Linked DNA regions of Mus musculus: regions 1 and 3 are each linked to region 2. Evidence: chromatin contacts called from public Hi-C data. All regions are on one chromosome and are shown on one strand. Each heading gives the region's core, a stretch centred on a gene start, on an enhancer-like site or on the middle of the called end of the contact. The rest is flanking DNA. Distances are from core to core; before and after follow the strand shown. Region 1 has its middle 50 kb from the start of Tmem26. Region 2 has its middle 16 kb from the start of Gm32748. Region 3 has its middle 90 kb from the start of Tmem26.

The links. A called contact is a pair of places that touch in the nucleus more often than the background predicts.
Region 1: a Hi-C map of regulatory T cells shows a contact between it and region 2, with 2.9 times the contacts expected there. The contact joins two enhancer-like sites. A contact is called at or near these places in 1 of 484 Hi-C or Micro-C datasets (regulatory T cells) and 1 of 115 datasets of contacts at active chromatin or transcription factors (regulatory T cells).
Region 3: a Hi-C map of Th1 cells shows a contact between it and region 2, with 2.3 times the contacts expected there. The contact joins two enhancer-like sites. A contact is called at or near these places in 6 of 484 Hi-C or Micro-C datasets (the AML12 cell line, Th1 cells, liver and 2 more) and 1 of 9 other capture datasets (embryonic stem cells).

The regions. Positions count from the first base shown.
Region 1 is chr10:68,671,145-68,675,481 of GRCm38.p6, reverse strand. No RefSeq gene overlaps it. Among named protein-coding and RNA genes, the nearest start is that of Tmem26, 50 kb to the left of the region's middle. Within about 2 kb of position 1,646, at least 60 of the 459 cell types and tissues checked have an H3K27ac peak or open chromatin away from gene starts, as enhancers often do. A contact at or near this core is called in regulatory T cells, where this site is marked.
Region 2 is chr10:68,354,505-68,358,928 of GRCm38.p6, reverse strand. No RefSeq gene overlaps it. Among named protein-coding and RNA genes, the nearest start is that of Gm32748, 16 kb to the right of the region's middle. Within about 2 kb of position 2,633, at least 108 of the 459 cell types and tissues checked have an H3K27ac peak or open chromatin away from gene starts, as enhancers often do. A contact at or near this core is called in Th1 cells and regulatory T cells, where this site is marked.
Region 3 is chr10:68,631,351-68,635,592 of GRCm38.p6, reverse strand. No RefSeq gene overlaps it. Among named protein-coding and RNA genes, the nearest start is that of Tmem26, 90 kb to the left of the region's middle. Within about 2 kb of position 1,807, at least 6 of the 459 cell types and tissues checked have an H3K27ac peak or open chromatin away from gene starts, as enhancers often do. A contact at or near this core is called in Th1 cells, where this site is marked.

The DNA.
Region 1 (4,337 bases), core at 397-2,896, 320 kb before region 2:
TGTCTATAATCTCAGTACTTGACAGGCTGGTGAATTCGAGGTCAGCCTGGACCAAATCACCAGCCTGGACCACATGGTCAGACCCTGTCTCAGAAACAAACACAGCAAAACCAGAAAAACCTTTAAGGATTCAGATGCTAAACTTGAAAACCCAAATGTCCTCATGGAGAACAAAAACTATCACTTGCCTCCTCTGAATGAGATGCATTTGCTCACCTTGAAGACCATATTTAAATACCCAGGTCAGGATAATCAGCCTGTGTCCTATTGCCTCAAGCAAGAAAACTGTTCTGTGGAAAAGAAAGCTACCGAGCAATCAACAGTTTTGACTTGGATATTTTTTGTTTGGTGTTGGTTGTTGAGGTTAAAAAAAAAATCGTTTGTGATTCGACTTCTGTAAACTCGTCTCTCCTGCTGCAAACTCCCGAGTGCTGGGATCAGAGCTCTAAACTCATTTTCTTTTTTCTTTTTCTTTTTTTTTCCTTTCATAGCCTTCTAGTTTAGTCTAGCCTAGTCTAGTCTATTCCATTCAACCCCATGTCTTTGCATCCCTAAGTGTGAGGGCACATTATACATGGATGCCTTCCCTAGCGTATGATTTCATGGCCCTCCATTGCTTCACGCCCAGGTTTGCATGCATACACTCACACAGAAAAAAAAATACAAATTCTATAAATATTAATTTTTTTTAAAATGTCTGTGTATGTATCTGTGTGGGTTTTGGTGCAGGAGTGTGGTTGCTTTGAACCACTTATTTTTATGGCTGTGACACAGCGTCTGTCTAAAGCAACTTAAGCAGGGAAGGACTTCTTTTGGCTCACTGTTTGAAGGGATACAGACCATCACCATGGGAAGCCATGCTGACAGGAGAATGAAGCAGCTAGTCACGTTACATCTCCAGGGAAACAGAGAGAGATAAATGTGGGTGTTCAGCTCATGGTTCCCTCTTTATTCAGACTAGGACCAGGGATAATGAGATGGCGTGACACACATTTAGATGGGACCTACCTCTCTGAAAAATGCCCTCACAGGATAATACAGAGGTAGGGCTTCTGGTTGATTTTAAGTCCAGGTATTTTAACAGCGAAGATTAACTATTATAAGCTGTATCTTTCATCTTCACGTCCCCAGATGAAATATTTTGCTGTGCATTCTTGAATGTTAATTAAAGCTAACAATAGCAGAAACTAAGATCTCCAGCCACTGACCTTCTCATTATCATTACTAATTACACCACAAAGACACTGCCTTCCTTCATCTATAAATGAGGATAGCTGAGGCTGTAGAGATGGATCAGTAGCTAAGAGGACTTGTCACCTTTCAAAGGATCAGAACTCAGTTCCCAGCAACTGCAAGGTAGCTCACAACCATCCCTCATGGGCTCTGCAGGGTCACTGTGCACAGACATGTGCTGGACACATAAAATAAAAACAAGCCTTTCAGACTAACGCTGCAACCCTTGCCTAATGCACACCATAAGCTAAGGAAAATATGGACTTTCCTGACCACAGAGTCGTACAAAGCTGACATGGCAAAAGAACTAGAGGGCAGAATGGAGTTTCCAGATAAGGATATGGTAAGATTGCTCTAGGTTATTGGGGTGAGCCTAATCGAATCAAGTGAGCCATTGAGAAGAGAGGAGAGCTAAAGGTTCAACACGTAAAAGGACTTGATCTTTGATGTCTAGCTTTACAGAGAGAGAGAGGAGCTGGTTAGTCATCAGAGGCAGGTAGCCTGTACTTATTGAGAAAAACATCTACGTAATACCCAGGAAGGAAGCAGAAACCACAGTCCTACGGAATGGGGCTCTGAGAACCGTGTAAAAAGGCTCAGAGTTGAACCCAGCCCTAGAGCCTCCTGCAAGCAATTACACCATGTACAGCTTTGATTTCAGCAGCTGAGATAGATCTGAGAGCCTGCTGAGCTGAGCTGGGCCCAGAACTGTAACATGGAAGATAGCTACAGTTTTTAAACTACCGAGGTTTTGGGTTTTTTTTTTTTATTTTTAGTAATTAGCCTAGGAAGATGAATACATATGCAATGTAGCACTTATAAATGAAAAATGTCAGGTAAATATGCGCTCCCATCATTTGATACTGTGATCTAATGGAGACTTTGTGTCATAGAATGTACTGAGCTAATGTCGCATCTATTATAAGAATGATAAGGCTGACAGGGGAAGGAAGCAAGGCTTAGCTCATGAATTTAGTTTGCTTTTCAAATGCTTAACGTTCAGGCTGTCTCCAGGTCCATGGAGATTTGGCCTCCCTGAATACAGAAAGGTTTGATTAAAGCTCAAGTCCTCCTAAAAGCTTTTAATAGCTTTTCTTTAAAAAAAAATCCCAACCCTCTTTTTTGTAACATTCTTCTAAATGTAAGAAAGCACAAAGATAGTAAAGAAACAAAGGAGATAAAATTGAATCAGAGGCCCCCCTAGCTTCTCCATTATTCAAAGCACTCAGTGAGTTATAAATGATTTAAGGATGATCCAGCCAGGATTCTTTGCGTAAATAGTTTTCATCTTCCTGATTACTAAGCAGGAGAGAGAAGAGTCTGTGTTCCCATTAACAAAGGCTTTGAATTGTCTTTTGCCAAAAACCATGAGAACGTATTTCTTCCTGTGTAGTCTATTTTTTAATATGGAGGCAAATCAAGAGAACAATTTACAACTTTATCACTACTTTTATTGGACAGTTATGTGATGCCAGCAAGTGGCCAAGCATTCTACAGAATACAGAAACAGGACCCCAAGTACACAAACCAGGATGTAAGTGAAGCCGGTCAGCATAAGATACCACGAGGTTCAAAGCCAAGCCTTAGTGTTTGCTCATAATGGCACTGAGCATGAGGGGAGTCTAGACCCATAATGAGCCTCATAAACATTCATCGATTGTGCTAGGCTGAAATTTGACTCCTCCAGTGAAGAGAACATGCGTAAGTAGATGGGCGAGCCAGCCGTAACCCAACACTCACACCAGCTCGGGAAAGAGAATGAGATAATAATACACTGTAATAGCTGGCCCTTGTCATCTTTGAAATAACATGCAAGCGTTTATTAGTCAACCACCCCCGCCATGCTGTGGGAAACACAAATACTGCTTTTCTGCCGAAGAGCCTAAGAAATTGTGGTTTCGAGCGCAATCATTTCGCCTGGGCATCTCCCATAGAATTTCAACTAGAGAGTAGATAATTATTGTCCTCTGAAGCCTGAGAATATTCCCAGCAAATCTGGGGGCGGGGAAATATAAGACATTGGAGGGAGACATAGTAAGGAGGGATCTCTGAGGAGATGGATAGAGGGTACAGTGGGTGGGTCAGATCAAAATACAGTGTGCAAGTGTATGAACCCCTCAAAAAATTTTTTTTGGAACGGATGCAAGAAAGATGGTTCACCAGTTAAGAGCACTTGTTGCTATTGCAGAGGACCCAGGTTTGCTTCTCAGTACTGATGTAGAGGCTCACAACAGCCTGAAACCAGTTCTAGGGTATCCAATACTCTCTTCTATAATTACCAGGCATATACGTGGTGCACATACATACATATATGCAAAACACTCATACACATACAATAAAACACCTAAATGTCTAATCAATGAAAACACATGTGAAGTAAATCTAAGAGCACCCTAAATAAGCTCTATGGGTCAGGAATTTCCTTAACCATTGTATGAATTTTCTGTTATTCTGGAACATTACTTCCTCAGATAGTCAACAAAGGACCCCAGCGGGTTCACAGATACATCATTCTGGTCCATATGGTGCTTAGTTATATTAGACATATTTATGGTGCAGCTCTCTGGTCTACACTCTGTCAGATATGATGCAAGGTGTTGGGCATCTCTGGTTATTAAACATGCAGTCCATCGTGATGGGATTCTTTCTTACATCGGGGAGAACTAGGGGTGCAGGACTCAGCCCATCTTGACTCCAGCCTTCAGAAGTGGGATAGGCGAGCATGATACTGTCTTGGCTTCCTTCATGAGCAGGGCACTCCTCCATTCTCCCCAGCAATTCTGCTTACTACCTAGCCCACCACTTCCTGCCTTCATATCTGGTGTTCTCATTCAAAACTCAGAACAGCCAGGCTGATTTCCTGCTCTGGGAATGCTCTTGTCATGACCAGGACAAGGTGAGGTTTTATTTCCAGAGCCATGAGGGACACTAATGTCCCCTAGAGGTGTGTGTTGAAATGTCCTCCACACCCCACACTGACCCCTTCATCTGCTTTATGCTTCCTCATGGCAACTATTGATCCTCAAATTATTTTTAATATTTATATAGTTTTTAACTAAGTGTCAAGTGTCTGGCTGATAAAGGGTCTTATTCAAAGCCTGAGA
Region 2 (4,424 bases), core at 1,384-3,883:
GGTTGGCTCCTGTAATCATGTCCTCCAGAGAAAACTCCTTCCTCTGGCATGTGGCCTCTGAGACCTGGCTTGTCTGACTTCTTTCGCCTTCCAAGTCATAACCCTAAGCCCAAATCCCAGAAAAAAAGACAATTCTATGACTCAAGGAATTTTTCTCTTAAGAATGTTCTTCAAAACACTCAGTCACATCCAGGATAATTTATGGATTTATTAAATATATAAATAAGCAAGTATGGCAAACCGACATATGCAGGCTAGTTTTGTATCAACTTGGCACAAACTAGAGTTGGAAGAGGAAGAAGGAATCTCAATTGAGAAAGTGCCTTTGGAAGATCAGGCTGCAGGCAAGCCCCATAGGGCTTTTTTTTTTTTTTTAAATTAGTGATAGATGTGGGAGGGCCCAGGCCATTGTGTCATTGTGGGCGGGGCTACCTCTGGGCTAGTGGTTGTGGGTTCTATAAGAAACCAGGCTGAGCAAGCCATTAAGCAGCACCCCTCCTTGGCCTCTGCATCAGCTCCTGCTTCTGGGTTCCTGCTTTGTTTGAGTTCCTGTCCTGACTTCCTTTGATGACCACCAGTGATGTGGAAGGTAACCCTTTTTCTCCCAAGTTGCTTTGGACATGGTGCTCCATCCTACCAATGCTAACCCTGACTAAGACACTACAGGTGAAATACAAAGTTGATCAAACTGGGTGAAAATTTTGTAATAATCCATAGTGTAATGATGATGCCTGTTATAAAATAGCTACAAGGGATTTTGCTTATTTTTCTTGATTCTTTGGTCAAGTACATCTGAGAAGAGACAATACAATGTAGCACAAGATGATCATAAATGAGTTCAGCATTTGGGGATTTTTTTTTAAACACAGTTATTCTGGAGGGTAATGAGATGCAATAATGTTTCAAATGTTTATTTATTTATTGGATGGGGATGGGGGCACTATAGCCTTCTCTTGATAAATCTCTGTAGTCCATTCTCTACCACCTTCTTGTGGCATCCAAAGCTCCAGTTCCCATCTCTGGACCTTCGCCAAAGCTCCTCTACTCCAGATGCTAGCTCGCTTGTCCCCCTTAAAATGATCTTTTAAAAAAAAATACTTATTCCCATCTTTGGAATGCCATGTTTTGGGACCCACTGGCATCTGCTGTTACCCCTGACATCAAATGGAGGTAGCATAGTTCAACTTAAGCTCTTTAAGTACACAAGGGAACAGGCTGATGTCGTTTCTCTCTGTTTCCCTCTCACAGAGAGGAAATGAGTAACAATGGGAGAAAGCCATGTGTGTTCGTGGAGATCAGAACATTAAACTGGAGCATCAACCAGCTCTTCGCTGAGGAGTTCCAGGAAGAAGGTTCCCACAGAGTTGGCCTTCACCTACATGAAAGGCTTCCATTCTCTGGGTGATGGCTTCTCGCCTTCCAAGATGGCGACTCACGGTCGATGTGGAAGCCTAGTTCAGTGTTTGCTGAGGCTCCAGTATTCATGGATTCCATACAGAACTGAGGTTCCTTCCCTGTTGAGGCACAAGCTCTTACCAAAACAGTGAGAACACCAAGACTGTATTCTTTGGTCCCAGCAAGCCCCTATACACTTCCCCAGGCAAGGAGCCCTAAGGAAGGCAAGGCTTCAGTCAACCTTTCTGGAGACACAACCTTCTTTCCCAGGACCTTCAGCTCAGCTAAGTGGAGACACCTGGTGTCTGGTGTTGCAACTTCAAGAAGATCAAAGAGTCTGGGCTGAAAATCGGGCCTCTCATAAAAGCTGCCTCATTCAGGACAAGTTCCAAAGCAGCAATTCAAATAGCAGTCCCGTTCTACTCCAAGGAGGCTCACTTCCCTTCAATAGCGCCGCCGTCCACCGACAAGGTTTTCTCCATAACCCTGCCTCTTTTAACAGGAAAGAATCTAGCATAATCACAGGGCAGGAAGTATTTATTAGAAGCCAGGGAGAATAGGTCTCCCTTTCTGGCCTCTTCATTTTGTGGGGTGTTAAGTCATGGGGGGTGGGGAGCAGGGGGCGGGGGAGAGGCAGATATCTGCTTGGTATGATATCTGGTTGGTGATATTTATAAGTAGCCAGCCAGAGTAGCAAAGTTGCCCCACACACACATCCTGAAAAAAAAAAAAAAAATTTTTTTTTAGCCTAAACAAGGCCAAAGGAATATTAAAGTTTCACTAGGGAAGAAATATGGCCGCTGCCAGGAACTGACTAGTCATAAAACCCAAGGCATTCAGGCGTCCATCATCGCCTGCCTTTTAATGACTGAACTAAAAGAAGAGACATCAGTTTTCAAAATAAGGTTATAAAAATGCTGTGCACAGATGAGGCCTCCAAATATTTTGATAGTACCCGAACAAAATTGCATATATATACATATATATATATATATACATATATATATATATGTATATAATCATTGAGACAAATCACAAAACATATGTTGTTATGTTTTGCTCTAAAAACCATGAAGTTTACCCAGAACCCTATTATGGTAACTGCTTCACTTTTCATGCATTCCTAAATTACCATGTAATCTAAAACCTTGTTTTCAGCGGCCCTATATTGGAAAGTCCCTTCAAACTAAGCAGGATGATGGCAGGCTCGCTCACATTCAGAAAGAAACCTGCCTTTGCTGCTGAAAATGAAAGTGGGATTTATCAGATAGACTCCTTTAAAACAGTCACCACCTTAGTGACACACGGGGCCTGACGCATCCAGGAAATGCCGAGACCAGGAATTATGCTTTAAGCTCTCTGCATTTTCAAACACATGGATAGTTGGTGTAAAAATATATTCTTTTCCTGCAGGGACGTGACTGTAATTAGTGTGTGCCAAAACTCTCTCTCTCTCCCGGAGATTTCATTGTCTTATCTCTTTGCAGCATCTTAATGCGATTTTATTTTACTTTGTCAAAGTCCTATTAACATAAATGTGTTCTCCATAGCAAACAGTGTTCTTTTTTATGCAAAACAGGATTCAGCTGACTCTAATAAAACAGCTTGCAGTCTATTAGAGTACAACAGTAATGTGCTTATTTTGTTTGTCAAATCAAGACCGCCGTCAGAAGGCTCTAGACAAAGATTTGTCTTGTTTTCCAGAATAATTGCCAGGGTGGGGCTACGTTATGATCTGTAAATGAATAGTATCGCTTAGAACAAACACTTCATATATCTTTTATCTTCCCCTGCACACAGTTCTGAGTTTTTCTTTGAAATCTTTGCTCCACTTTTCCACATAAGTCATCAGAATGTTTCCAAAGAATTTTAACTGCCAGATTAATTATATCTTACAAACAAAGATAGATTGCTTACATTCTTTATTCAGAAACCCTGCCAGTATGGAGCAACTGGCAACAAATTAATCTCTTTTGCAACCCTACAAAATGTTTTGCTATGAAAAGGCCTGGAAGGTAAATGGATCCTTTAAAAAAAAAAAAATCAGGTTGCTCATTCTGAAAGGCTAATCCTAAGCACAGAACAGAGGAGTAAATGAATCTAGCTACTCCCTAACTTTGCTCTTCCTTTTCTTTCTTTCTTTTTGTTTTTTGTTTTCTTGGTTTTTTGTTTTGTTTTGTTTTGTTTTGTTTTGTTTTTGTGTGTGTGTGTGTGTGGTTTTTTTTGTCTTTTGTTTTTTCCTTCTTCTTAACAACTAGGTTACAGCCTTCTGTTAATGGATTCAGTTAATTAAGTATTGCTGTGACCTGGTGGCAATTTCTGAAATCCAGAGAATTTTTCCCTCTTTTAAGGTCTGCCTCCCCCACGGGGCCCCGGGTGTAATCTGTTTGCAGAGAGTCTATGTATGTCAGCCCTGCTTCCCTTAGAAGCTTCTAGAATGTTTTAATAAATTTATCAACCGAAAAAAAATATTACAAACATTTCATTTCCTTTGACTCAGGCACACCACACACACACACACACACACACACACACACACACACACACACCACTGCCTTCATTGCAAATTCTTGCCAGTATGAATCACCCTAAGTAATGTTTGCTTTAACTTTAGTGTGGTTCAACAAACAACCTTTATATGGCTGGACTTCAAAGGGAGGAGAAATGAAGGTTGGAAATATGATAGGCGTAATCTATTATTAGGCATGAAACACTAAACCACTTTTAGCTATAACTCTAAAACCTGCATAATCTTAGGTTTTTTAACATAATGTGTATTTATTGTGCCTTCACTCACACAAGCATTTATCTCCCCGTGTTTGTGAGAGAAATACTTTCCACTGTAGCGTGGGCCACTACTTGGCTTAATTTTTCCTAATATTTAATTTAGAAAGGGGAAAATGGTAATATTATAACAGGATTCTCATGTGTCCCAGCCAAAATACTTAGTGTTCCTCTTTGAGTAAAATTAATCTGTTACCAGTTCCCTGACCTGCAAGTCAGGTTTCAGTAAACTAGGCATCCAGGGA
Region 3 (4,242 bases), core at 558-3,057, 280 kb before region 2:
AGCTACGGAGTCCACATCAACCTGATCATCTCAACTCTCTTTCCTCAGCTACCTATGCCAAGTCTCCCTTGGACCACACTGGCACACAGATATGTCTAAGGGAAAAATCACTAAATTTGAGCCTGCCATTTAGACCTCGTGACATTCAGTGGTCCATCACTGAGACAAAATACCTGAAATTAAGAATATTTCTAAAAAGGAGAGGTTGTGTAGGGTATGGTTCTGATGTTGTGATTGGGAGTCTGCATGGGAACACCGAAGGTCCTGTTTCCCAATAGGTTCTTGATTGATCAATGAAGATGCTAGTGGCCAATGAGCTGGGCAGAATAGGCGGGACTTCCAGTTTTCCCACAGGCAGGCTAGCAGACATAGGGGAGAAGAAGAGTATAGTCCATGTTTGTGGTGTGGGGAAGAGAGAAGAAGCCGTCAGTCACGTGAGATCTTGGGCAGAGTAGCCATCAGCCGCCCCCCTGACCTGGCCTGAGGTACCAGCTAGGATATTAGAAACGTAATTAAGCTGAGGGCATATTTAGGATGCTGAACAAGGGAAGGTAACTGAGCAACTAAAGTTGAGGGCAGATTTAGGGTGCTGAGTTCGGAGTGAAAAGAAGGATGTGAGATAGCCGAGAAAGGCTTGGAAGAGCCTGGCTATTGCACTAAAGTATATCAAAAATAAGCTTGTGTGTGTGTGTGTGTGTGTGAACTTGGGTGGGGCTGGTAGCATCATCCACCTGGAGCTTAAACCAGGGTAGCAAAAACTACGCTCTACGAGGTTGGTCTTGGATCATGATTTCAGAAGCTTCCAACACACGTTTGTCTGATTCTACTGCTTAGGAGTGAAGCGGAGAGAGAATCACTTGGTGTGGAACATATGGTTGAGGCTGCTCACATCACAGTAGCTAGGGAGGAGAAAGATGTGAGAAGTGCGGGGCCTGACAGGTACCCCCTGAAAGGACTTTCAGATACAAAAGTATCTTGGCAACCGGGAGCCAAAGAATATCACGAAGTAACACCACACAACAAATTGCTGAGACTCACAGAATGGTGGCAGCCTCTACGCAGGCGCAGAGAGACAACTGCGGGCTTTTCTAGGGTCTTCCGAACATGTGTAGTGAGTTAGTGGTAAAGCACAGCTTGGCCAGAAGTAGTGCTTGGCCAGTAACCCTGTGTTACGGGAATTGGGATTCTCAAAGCCCAATCTAGGGACAAGGTGACTTTCCACTGGCCTGCTACCAACCAAGCATCGCAGCCTGTGGGCAGATTCAGCTGCTGCAGCCTTAATGGCTGAAACTCTTGATGAAGTTAGCATCCATACAGTGCAATCAGCTCTCAGGAATGCCACTGTCTGGGACCCAAGTTTTGAATATAAATTATTCATATATCTGGAGGGACCCTTCCATCCAACTGTAACCAACCAACCGCAATAATTCAGTGTTTATTTACTCAACCCATCCCAAATTCACACCCAACCTAACACTAACTCCAGACTATGCATCTCATTAGCTCAAAACAAAAGTACATCACCTGTGTCTCTTGAGTCTAGTCATGATCCTCCCTATGGGAACCACCTATCCATCTGTGAACCTGGGGAACTTACGACACAAACACTCCTCTCCCTAAATATAATTGTGGTGCAGACATTATTGGAAAACAGTTACAGATACTGTCATTCAAACATGTAGGAAATCAAAGGCCATAAAAAGGTGCCACTTGTCCCAAGCGGTTTTTGAAATTCAGCTAGACATCCATCAGCAGGTTACTGGCACTAAGATTAATCCTCTAGGGCTCACAGGTGAGCCTCAGAGTCCCACCCCCTCCTGGGCTCACACACACTGTTTCCTGTCTGTGTTATGTTTGTGCAGTTTGGGTTGAGAGTTCAACTTTTCTTTGATGCTTTTTCTCTTTTCTCTCCTTTTTCTGTCCAAATTGGCAATGCCTCTGGAGGTGTCATAGTCTCCAAAGCTGTGTGACATTTTCCTGTGTTTCCTGGAAACTCACTGATTAGGTAATAATCATATCAGATTGCAAAGCGTGGTGTACAGAAAGAACCAGCTTCTCATATAAGTTGGTGACGATTTGGACAGGGAGGACATAAAATTGACATAAATAAGTGCTGTGTGGTCTGAATGAAAATGGTCCCTGTAGGTCCATAGCGGTTGACAATACTAAGGGGTGTGCCCTTGTTGGAGGAAGTGTGCATTACCAGTAGGCTTTGAGTCTTCTGAAGCTCAAGTCAGACCCAGTATTGCTCTTTCTTCCTGTTGCTTGTAGATCAAACCCAGATATCCAACTCTTAGCTACCACGGCAGCACCATGTCTTCCTACCCAGACAATAGTAGACTAAATCTCTGAGCTGTATGCCGTCCCCAATTTAAATGTCTTCCTATGTAAGAGTTGCTGTGATGGTCATGGCCACTTCTCAGCAATAGAAACCATCAGACACTAAGCGATTATTATATAGGAAAATAGAGAAATAATGTTACATTAATGCTAAAAAATGTTCAGGATTTGGGAAATATTTTGGTATTTTAGATTTTTTGATTAGGAAAACTTTACTTGTGATAGTAATGTGTTGATGGTAGTTAAGGGAGGAAGATTTTTTATTACATAATTTATTAAATTGTTTTCTATAGTAATTTATTACATCGTTTTCTATGTTTCAATGATTTAGGAAAATGGACAGGATAGAAATACTGTTCCAAAATCACTAGAGAAACGGTTTTTAGGTTAAACACACACATAACTGAACAGGCACAAAGCATACTTCAAATTTTAAGCCCATAAGACAAGTTTATTCCAATCCATTAACTGCAGCATAGTGTAAGAGAAATAAGATGCCCGGCAGGAATAGGGGGTAACAAAGTGTAAGGATGGAAATGTGTCAAAGGGCACGGTCAGTGTATGGAACTGACATAGCAAAAGCCACTGTTTTGGATAATGAATGTATGCAAATGAAGTTTTCAGAAAAGACCATAAAACTCTAACTTGCAAATTAATCAAGGGAGTAGAAAATAATAACAAAATGATAACAAATGGAAATTATTCACAATTAACCTGAAACAAATCTTAATGTAACAATAATTATAGTAATCTAATCAAAATCATCAGTTTAAAGTCACTGAGATTTGAGGGGAAATGATCATTTAATTACTATAACAGATGCATTTAAAGAAGAAGAATGAAAGAAGAATCAAAATCTAAAGAACTGCAAAGCTACCCACAAGATATACAAACCTGAAGTCATGATAACATCTTAACTTTTGTCAGAGTGAAACTGAAGGCAAAGATTGGGACGAGGCAGGATACCACAGTGATCTAATGGAGTCTTGTTTTAGGAAATAACAGTAGTGCATGTCCTTCTCACATGTGGGGCTTGAGTCTTAGGAAGGAAAACCTGAGAGAACTGGAGGGTTTGTTTTTTCAAGACACAGGTCTCTTTCAGAAATGTAACCGATGAAGAGAAATAATGGCGAAAACTCTGGATACTCTTGCCAGTTCTCTGAGAGAATAAGGCAGGCGAGTGCTTAAATGGTTCCTTATTCAGAAGAATCTATTGGACACTTGAGAGAGAATTCTAGTCTCTGGGAGGAAATCTGAAAGCTGGCATACAATATCCTTTTAAGAATCAGTATTAGTCATACTACTGATTATGATCACAAAATGATAGCAGACTATACTAAGATGCGTTTCCAAAAAAAATTTTTTTTGAAAGCAATACATCAAGTCCAACCCATCAGATGACTATGAATATTACAGAATTGCAACGTGAATTTGTGGAATAAATCTGACACTGGGGAAATCCACATGTGTGTTTAGAACAATGTATATAGAGCTGATAGAGCTGTGTTTCTGTCATGGAATACAAACATGTTTCTGCCATCTACATAAGTCTGAAAGTACTTCAAGGTTCAAGGTCTTACTGGTTACCTTTTATAGTGTTCTAATAAGGCATCATGACCTAAGCGACTTATAGAAATCATGGTTTATTGTGGCTTACAGTTCTAGGGGTTAGAGTTCATTAGCATCATGGAGGGGAAGCAGGATAACAGGCAGACATGGACGCTGGAACAGGAGCTGAGAACTCTCAGCTTCAATAGCAAGGAGGAGGTTAAGAGGGAGAACCAGGGGTGGCAGGAGGCTTTGAAAACACAAAGCCTGCCCCCACCCCAGTTGACACACTTTCTCCAGCAAGGCCACACCTCCGAAGTCTCCTCCAAGTATTTAAACACTGGAGACTATGAC